Linked DNA regions of Mus musculus: all the other regions are linked to region 3. A link is a contact called in public Hi-C data. All regions are on one chromosome and are shown on one strand. The core of a region is the stretch at or near the end of the contact, and the rest is flanking DNA. Distances in the headings are between cores, read along the strand shown. Region 1 has its middle 280 kb from the start of Gm31268. Region 2 has its middle 300 kb from the start of Gm31268. Region 3 has its middle 140 kb from the start of Gm31268.

Region 1 (2,817 bases), core at 71-2,570, 130 kb before region 3:
GGGAAATGGGAAAGGGTATGTATGCCTGCTGAACACAGGCTAAGAGCTTCAGGGGCAGTGCTCAGGGCTGGTTCTGGAATGATGACCATGTGTGGTCATGGCATGAGAAGTAGCTGTATATGTTTTTTGTTTGTTTTTTGCTTGTTTGTTTTTTGTTTTGTTTTTTTTAAATTCTTACACAGGGCTGACTTTTAAAATGAAACAGAGTTTTTCTGGGTTATTTCTCTAAATTACCCTTATGTTAAAAGATGTATTTTGTTGCAAACTATATCTAGCTTGTGCATACTCTTTTTGAGTCTTCCTGGGAGGGTCACTGACATATCAAGGGCAATCTTCATTAATAGTTTTAAAATTATGAGCAAACTAGAGGCCTGATTAATTCTGCCACTTTACAGGAAACACAGAGTTTTATCTAATATCTATGAACTCTAATTTGGATAACACACATAGAGGTGAAGCTGAAGCAGGCATAACTACAGAGCTTTGTTCAATTGGTAAAGGCACATATATATCATATAGTATAGTTCAATATATGTTTTATAATGTATTTTAAATATAGTGTAATATAGACTATATTAAATATAAAATGTATTATATTATCTATTATAAATATATAGTAAACATATTATATTTATAAGTATATTTATAAATATAAAGGACCCCATGTCTCAGAGCTCCTTTCTGTGCTACAGCACCTTGTCAAATATGGTCTCAGCAGAAAAAAGAAGGCTTGATGCTGTCACACTTACTGTAAGAGTCTGAGAGTGCCCTCTTGAACCCATGAAAATATCCCTGCCCAGGCTGTGTCTGTGCGGGACAAAATCTAAGTGGCCCTGCAAAGAAATGTTTACAGCTCCCTGAGATCTAACACTTATTCACTTAAGCATTTATCATACATCTGCTAGTACATCTTAGCTTTGGCCTCTAAGCACTACTATATGCTGGGAACACTAAACCACACCAGCATCTATATAAATGGTAAGGAGGCTGCCACTTGAACACAGACATCCTGACGGAATTGGCTAGGATTGACTCTAAAAGCTCCACAGCACATTAGTTAAGATCCAAGTTGGGATCTGAATTTTAAGAGGCCACCCACTGCTACTTCAACATTCTATAAAACCTCCCCTTTCTCCTGTGTTGTGTGTGTGTGTGTGTGTGTGTGTGTGTGTGTGTGTGTATGTGTGTGTGCACGCGCACACACACATTTGTGGATTTGGGAGCAATGAGGAGAAATTGAAGCCATAGTTGACAACATAGGAAGCCTTCAGATGTGCCACAGCTGCTGCATCTGGCATTAATCCCACAACCAAGGAATTCTGGAACAACACATTTTCAAGAAGTCCATTTTCTCAGTGCACGTCAGTGTCTCAGAATGCTCTCTTGGAGAGCAAAGTCAATCCTAGGTCACTCTTTCAATGTAGTCTCCTTTCAACTAAATCTTACTTTCAAGAAAATCCCTGCTATGGCTCACTGGTGTTTAACCTATCATATAATATCCGGGTTTACTGTGTTAGAAGAAGCAGAGCTATATTGTGCTTTTCCCACAAGCCTGTGATTGCATTTGACCTAGTAACCTGTATTAGATTAACATTTATTCTACAACGGCACAGCAAGCCCTGTACCTTTGTGAGCTGCAGTTTATAGAGGACACTAACCATTTTTACAAGTGGAACAGGAAAAGAGAATTGAATCTGAGGGAGTAATTCCAAGCAAGTATGTTGCTGCAGCCATTAAACTGTTTATATGAGGAGTAGGGGAATTACTTCTGACTGACCCCTCTTTTTATCTGCTTAAGAGACAAAGTGCAGGTCTCTGTAGCCAGGATGGTCTCCACTTAATTCATCTTAAAGCCTATAGGAGCCAGAGGGCTCTGCTGGCCACCAATGAGGAGTGGCTTCAAAAGCAAGGCAGCCTTTGCCTTTGCCTGATTTCCAGTCAACCCCTTGCAGATCCCTCCAGGTCAAGAGCAACAGAAAAGAAACACGAGTTCAAAATGACAATAGGCTTTTCTATCATGGGTATGTGATGGAATGGCCTCTTGATTTTCATTGGCCTCAGCACAGTATGCTGTGGTTTCATTAAGGGATATGTCATGCCTTAATTAAGACTGAAGAATGGTAACACGGGATCAGATGAGTCATGTTTCAGGGGAAAGTCTCCCTTCCCCCCAAAATAAGTACCCGGAAATAAAACTCAGAACTGCCTGAGCCTCCAGCCAACCTAACAATAGAAAAAGGTCACCTCACATTACACAGTATCGCCGGGCGGTGGTGGCACATGCCTGTAATCCCAACACTTGGGAGGCAGAGGCAGGCGGATTTCTGAGTTCAAGGCAAGCCTGGTCTACAAAGTGAGTTCCAGGACAGTCAGGACTATACAGAGAAACCTGTCTCAAAAAACCAAAACCAAAACCAAAACCAAAACCAAAACCAAAAACAAAAACAAAAACAAAAACAAAATCAAAAAAACAGAAACAAAACCAAAACAAAACAAAAAACAAACAAACATTACACAGTATCATGCAAAGAAATACAACTTATTCTTCCAGTGAACACCCAGTTCACCAACATACCCACCTTCATAACTAGGGAGGGTCCCACCAAGGAATCAGAAGGGAAGCTGCATCCAAATTATGGGTTCATCCAAGAAGGAATAATTGTATCTTGAAGTGAAGCGAACAGCAGATCAACAACAGGAAAATAATGATATTCTCACACTTGGAAATTACTCAACGCTATTTCCTCTCCAGATCCATGTTACCGCATCACCCCCCTTGAAAAAGAAGTAATTTCATTCAGTTCTTTCAGAATTCCA
Region 2 (2,783 bases), core at 238-2,737, 160 kb before region 3:
CATATACACACAAGCATTCAATTCTAATATGTGCCAGATAGGGGCAGGAAGTATATAAGAGCCAAAATATTGGGAGAAGGGCTGTGAAATATCATCCTCTACACTCAACACAACCATTGTAGTCATTAACTCACAATTATAGTAATCTGCACTGGGTCCACACAATCCAAGAAAAAGAGGTGGGAGTCAGGGTCCCTACCCTTTACCTCTGAATGTTGACTATTGATAGATTCTGGGAGAAGAGGAATTGGGAATCAGTGCTTTCGGTTGTACCTCCTCTGCTGAGCCCTCTGGGCTGCAGTGGATGCTCCAAACCCACCGTTTATACACGGTCCTGGTTAATTCTAATAGGTCACAAAACAAAATGAATAGGCAAGAGTTCATGGGAAAGATTTGTAGGAAAGAGGGAAGTGGACAGGTTGGTAGCAAGGTGGGAAGATGAGAGTGGTTAATATATAAATCATTTATATATTAAATTGTAAAATTATTAAGTAGAAAGGAAGAGGGAGAGGGAGAGAGAAAGAGAGAGAGAGAGAGAGAGAGAGAGAGAGAGAGAGAGAGAGAGAGAGAGAGAGAGAGAGAGAGAGAGAGAGAAGACAGGCAACAGTAGTGTCCTGATGAATTTTCCCCTTCGACTTTACTGGGACCACAACATTCCAGTAATAGCACAGTTGTCAAAAGCTTATCCTGTTACCTTTATTTAGGAGCTTAAGGAAATGATGGCACAGTCCCTGCTCATTACTTAACTGGCATGTGTCCTTCTGTCCTTTCTTGTTCACACATCTCTAGGTATTTGTACGCAACAACAAGCACCCCAAGTGAGACAGCAACTTACCTAGCTTCCTTAGAAGCTCCCTTCCCTGTGAGAATCAGTTTGGATTAATGTCATGGGAGGGAGCACCTACTGCGAGTTTCTGCTCAGGTTTGCACATGTTAAAGAAATGCTCTGTAGAGTCAGTGACCACCTGGCAACGCCCTGTAAATGAGCATGAGGACAAGAGCTGTGTTAGGGGATACAGGAGAAAGATGGAAGGAGTTCTAGATCCTGATGACTTCCCTGAGCATCCTCAAACACAGCAGGAACTCCTTCATCAGATCTCACCTGAGAAAAAGGGCTGCCTACTTGGTAAGATGGCTTGAAATTAAGTCATTCACTACTTGTAGTCAATACTATTACTGGTACAGTGACCATAATGTATGGAAGTGGAGAAATAGTTCTACAAATAGAAACTGAATATTTAATAAATGAAAGTGAAATGTCCTTGAGAGCCCCTGCTTTGGGGAAGTTTTGTAACTGCAGTCTGCACCATTTAGCCTATGTCCCTCAGTTCACATGCAGAGATGTGGAATTCTTCATCATATGCTGAGTTGTTTGCCTTCACTGCCCCACATCTCCCTCCTGGGTTCCCTCAGCTGTTCCATATCTTCTGTGCTCTGTTTCCCATTCATTAATCACTTGCATTGTCCAGGTTTACAGTTTCCAAGTTCTGCTCATTTCAATTAGATGCCTGGGTCTCAGACAAAACCCAGCAGCAGCCTCAACCTGCACAGGCCTGATGTGGGAGGGGTTGGATTCCTGCAGGGCCCTATTTCCATGTGGACCATCTCCAGTACAGGAATAGATAATTTCAGTCATCTAGAAAATTAAGGTGAATAAGAGAGTAGACAACTGGAATGGCATATGGTATAGCTTCCTGAATTTGTGTGATTATCCATTATGAAATCACAGGCTCCGAGTTATTAAGTCTATTGACAGATGCAATGTAATTTACTTCAACAGATAACTGATCGCAGGCCTGATAAGGTCTGAATATGCCATGAATACTCCCTCATATGTTGCTCATTCTTCATTTTGCTCATTCAATGCTCTTATCAAATGCACACAAAGAAATAAAGTGACTCAGATGCCTTAAATCTATACCCACAGATCTCATTTATGTCAATTTTCTCATTCTGTACAGCAATACTCTATAATTTTGAGACTAAAAGACATAAAAGTGAGTAAGGACCTAGAAATGTAAAATGTGTACACATCTGGGTGTGGAAAAGATTTTAAATGAGTTCTAGAGGAATAGATAAAATTAGACCCTGTACTGCAACATTCAGGATACCAAAGTTGGGATAATGCTCACAGTCTGCCATTGCTGGCTGTGAGGAGGCCTTGGCTTTCCTTGTGACACACCCAGAAAGAATATACTGGAATCATGAATCAGCACTGAAATCAAACTTAAGAACTCAATTTCATAATTCCTGATACAAGGGGATGCAGAAGTCACTGCTGTCTTTTAAAGGCAAGGAGCACTTGGTGCTGTTGTAGAATATTCCAAGTTAGGTTGTACACAACCACTCGTAGCTCTAGTTCCAAGGTGATCTGATGCCCTCTTCTGCTAAACATAAACTCATGTGGGCTCTTGCACATATGCATGCACAAGTAGATACATACATAGAAAAGAAATCATCCTCTGAGTGCATTTTTAGCATGCAACACATGATGGGAAGGCATATCTGTTCCTTTGAATTTTGCAATAGTTCTCTATTCTTACAAAATGAACAAATTCAATCCTACTCATTCCACAATTTACCCTCAGGATTTGATTTGAAATTGTTATACTGCTCTCTGACTTCTTCCACTAAGCAGATTTTTTTTAATGTTCTGAGTTCAAGAGATTTAATAAATACAAGAGTGGGAAGGACTCTGCATATGCCTGCCTTCAGAAAGGTGTGTGTGTGTGTGTGTGTGTGTGTGTGTGTGTGTGTGTGTGTGTGTGTGTAGGACCAAACTG
Region 3 (2,752 bases), core at 44-2,543:
TTTTAGATTCTGGATGGTTTTGTTCAATTCCTTCACCTGTTTTGTTGTGTTTTCCTGTGATACTTTAAGATAGTTTTGTGTTTCCTCTTTATGGGCTTCTAGCTGTTTACCTGTGTTCTCCTGTAATTCTTTGAGGGATTTTTGTGTTTCCTCTTTAAGGGTTTCTACCTGTTTACCTGTGTTCTCCTCTATTTCTTTAAGAGAGTTGTTTACGTACTTCTTAAAATCCTCTATCAGCATCATGATATATGGTTTTAAATCCACATCTTGCTTTTCTGGTGTGTTGGGGGAATCCAGGACTTGCCGTGGTGGGAGATCTGTGTTCTTATGGTGCCAAGTAATCTTGGTTTCTGTTGGTAAGATTCTTGCATTTGCCTTTCTCAATATGGTTATTTCTGGTGTTAGATGTTCTTGCTCTCCCTGACTGGAGCTTGTTCCTCCTGTGGGTCTGTAAGCCTATGTCAGCACTCCTGGGAGACCAGCTCTCTCTTGGTGGGACCCATGCACAACGGGTTGTGGAACAGCCTCAGCTCCAGGGTACAGATGGCAGAGTGGAAGGATCATGTCCAAGCTGCTTCACTGATCTTGCACCCCATGTGCTCCTGGCCCGCTCCACTCCACACAGTTATTGGAGAGAAAGTGGCTGTCTCACCTCCGAACTCAGGAGTAAAAACACTCCTAGGAAAACAGGTCTCCCCTGGCAGGACCCATGCACAGCAGGCTATGGAACAGCCTCAGTTCACAAGTGCAGATGTCAGACTGGTCTACTTTGACTTTCTGTTGCCATGATAAACACGGCAACCTCAGAGGTCATAACTTCCAGAAAGGGTTTTATTTATGCTGCTAGTTACAGGTCAGAGTTCACCCTTTAGGGACTTAGTCAGAATATGAACTGAAGCAGAAACCACCCATAGGAAATGCTTCTTACTGGTGTCACTCACTAGCTCACTTGCTTGGATAGTTTTTATCTCAGCCCAGATCCACTTACCTAGGGAATGGAGCTACCCACATTGGGCTAGGCTGTCCTACATCAATCATCAATCAGAAAAAATCTCCTACAGGCATTGCTTCAGGCCATTCTGATCTGGGCAATTCCTCAGTTTAGGTCTGTCTTCCCAAATGACACTAGATTGTGTCAAGGTGACAACAAAAAAATCTAACCAACACAACACCCTGCCTACAGTAGTGAAATCCAACTAAAAGAACCAATTAGAAAGCACAGGCATGCAAAGCACATACCATCCCAGCCCTGCTACAATTCTAGCCTATGATGTCACCAGCCTCTTGATTAAGGCCTAGGATGTTTCCTGCCTGGATGATGATTCTTCCTTGGCCCCATGCCTTGAGCTCTTAACTCTGCCTCTGAGTCACCTTTTTCCACAGGAAATGAGCTATTTTTTAGATCCCTACCTCAAAGCAATCATATTAGGAGTCTTTCAATAGATTCTGAATCTAATAATGTTTGAATAAGTAGACAGATCCATACATACATAGAGAAAGATAATATACATATATGTGATACGTTTTACTTATCTACTGAAATGGGCACTGTCTTGCATATTGTGCTGTCCTGCTGCCTTTTATCCTTAATTGTTTGTCTTGAACATTATTTACTAAAAACACATGTAAATCTACCTCTGACTCACCCACCACTACCACTTTGTGAGTCATATCCCATTTTTGAGAAACTTTACTTAGCTGGGTGTCACATAATAGCTCTCTAGTGAACTGTACTTCCATAGTCCTGGCCTTTTTCCTTCTAACTCTCACACAAAAGTAAAGAGCAATTAAGCAATTTTGATGTTTACTGCTTGCCAGACTTTATTCTGAGATGTAACAAGTGAAACTCTCGTAACCTTTGCAATGCCTGGCGATGTAGGTGTCAGTGGGTTATGTGTGAGTCTCTGGGGTCACCCAGCTAGAAATAACAGAGGTGGGTTCAAATAGGCCCTCTGATGTAAGGCCCAAGTTCTTTGTTGATTCATTATGTACCCTAAGCACTGTGCTCTCTAATGAAGTCTTTCATATCTATTCATGTCTACATCTCATTAGAATTATGTTGATATTTTCAAGCCCTCTAGTAGACCTGCAATAAATATTCATGAACTGGATGATGCCAAGTTCTGAACAACCTGCCAGGGGTCATTCTACCACGTATATTATCTAGCATTTTAGGGGTTTGGTTTTTATCATTGTTTCGACAAAATACCTGTCCAAAACAATAATAATAATATAAATTTATGGAAGAAGGAGTTTATTTTGACTTACACTTCAAGGGAATCCATTCCCTGATGGCAAGGAAGGCATAGAGGAAGGAGTAGGAGGCCAACTGATCACATTGCATTAGCAAGCAAGAAATAGGGCCAGGCTATGCAACTCAAGGCCCACTCCTAGTGACCCACTTCCTCCAGCAAAACTCCACCTCCTAAACGTTGTTCCCTGAACAACTCCACCAACTGAGGACCAAGTGTTTGAACACATGAACCTTTGAGGGGATATTTCACTTTCACACCACCTCTTTCTTAAGCCAGAAATTTTGAACTGATTGTTCTGTGTTTATTGTGGAGGAGACTGGATTGGAAATAATTAGGAAGTCACATCTGAACACAGACCTATCTGATTCTAACGCATGACCATATTGTTAGTTGTAATGTCAACTGTCACAAAGTATAATCACCTGAGTAGGGCTCCTCTCCTAGAGAAAGGCCCTGGTTGTCTTCATTAATCCAAGCATAGCGCCCTCCCATGGATT

The links. Hi-C and Micro-C count contacts between places; a contact is called where the count stands out from the background.
Region 1: a contact with region 3 is called in a Hi-C map of uterus, with 3 times the contacts expected there. The contact joins two enhancer-like sites. A contact is called at or near these places in 2 of 484 Hi-C or Micro-C datasets (uterus and ventricular fibroblasts) and 1 of 115 datasets of contacts at active chromatin or transcription factors (embryonic stem cells).
Region 2: a contact with region 3 is called in a Hi-C map of the N1E-115 cell line, with 4 times the contacts expected there. The contact joins two enhancer-like sites. A contact is called at or near these places in 1 of 39 promoter capture datasets (liver), 4 of 484 Hi-C or Micro-C datasets (the N1E-115 cell line and liver) and 1 of 115 datasets of contacts at active chromatin or transcription factors (embryonic stem cells).

Annotation. Positions count from the first base shown.
Region 1 is chr11:17,602,439-17,605,255 of GRCm38.p6, reverse strand. No RefSeq gene overlaps it. Among named protein-coding and RNA genes, the nearest start is that of Gm31268, 280 kb to the right of the region's middle. Within about 2 kb of position 1,320, at least 6 of the 459 cell types and tissues checked have an H3K27ac peak or open chromatin away from gene starts, as enhancers often do. A contact at or near this core is called in uterus, where this site is marked.
Region 2 is chr11:17,625,080-17,627,862 of GRCm38.p6, reverse strand. No RefSeq gene overlaps it. Among named protein-coding and RNA genes, the nearest start is that of Gm31268, 300 kb to the right of the region's middle. Within about 2 kb of position 1,487, at least 2 of the 459 cell types and tissues checked have an H3K27ac peak or open chromatin away from gene starts, as enhancers often do. A contact at or near this core is called in the N1E-115 cell line, where this site is marked.
Region 3 is chr11:17,467,547-17,470,298 of GRCm38.p6, reverse strand. No RefSeq gene overlaps it. Among named protein-coding and RNA genes, the nearest start is that of Gm31268, 140 kb to the right of the region's middle. Within about 2 kb of position 1,293, at least 62 of the 459 cell types and tissues checked have an H3K27ac peak or open chromatin away from gene starts, as enhancers often do. A contact at or near this core is called in the N1E-115 cell line and uterus, where this site is marked.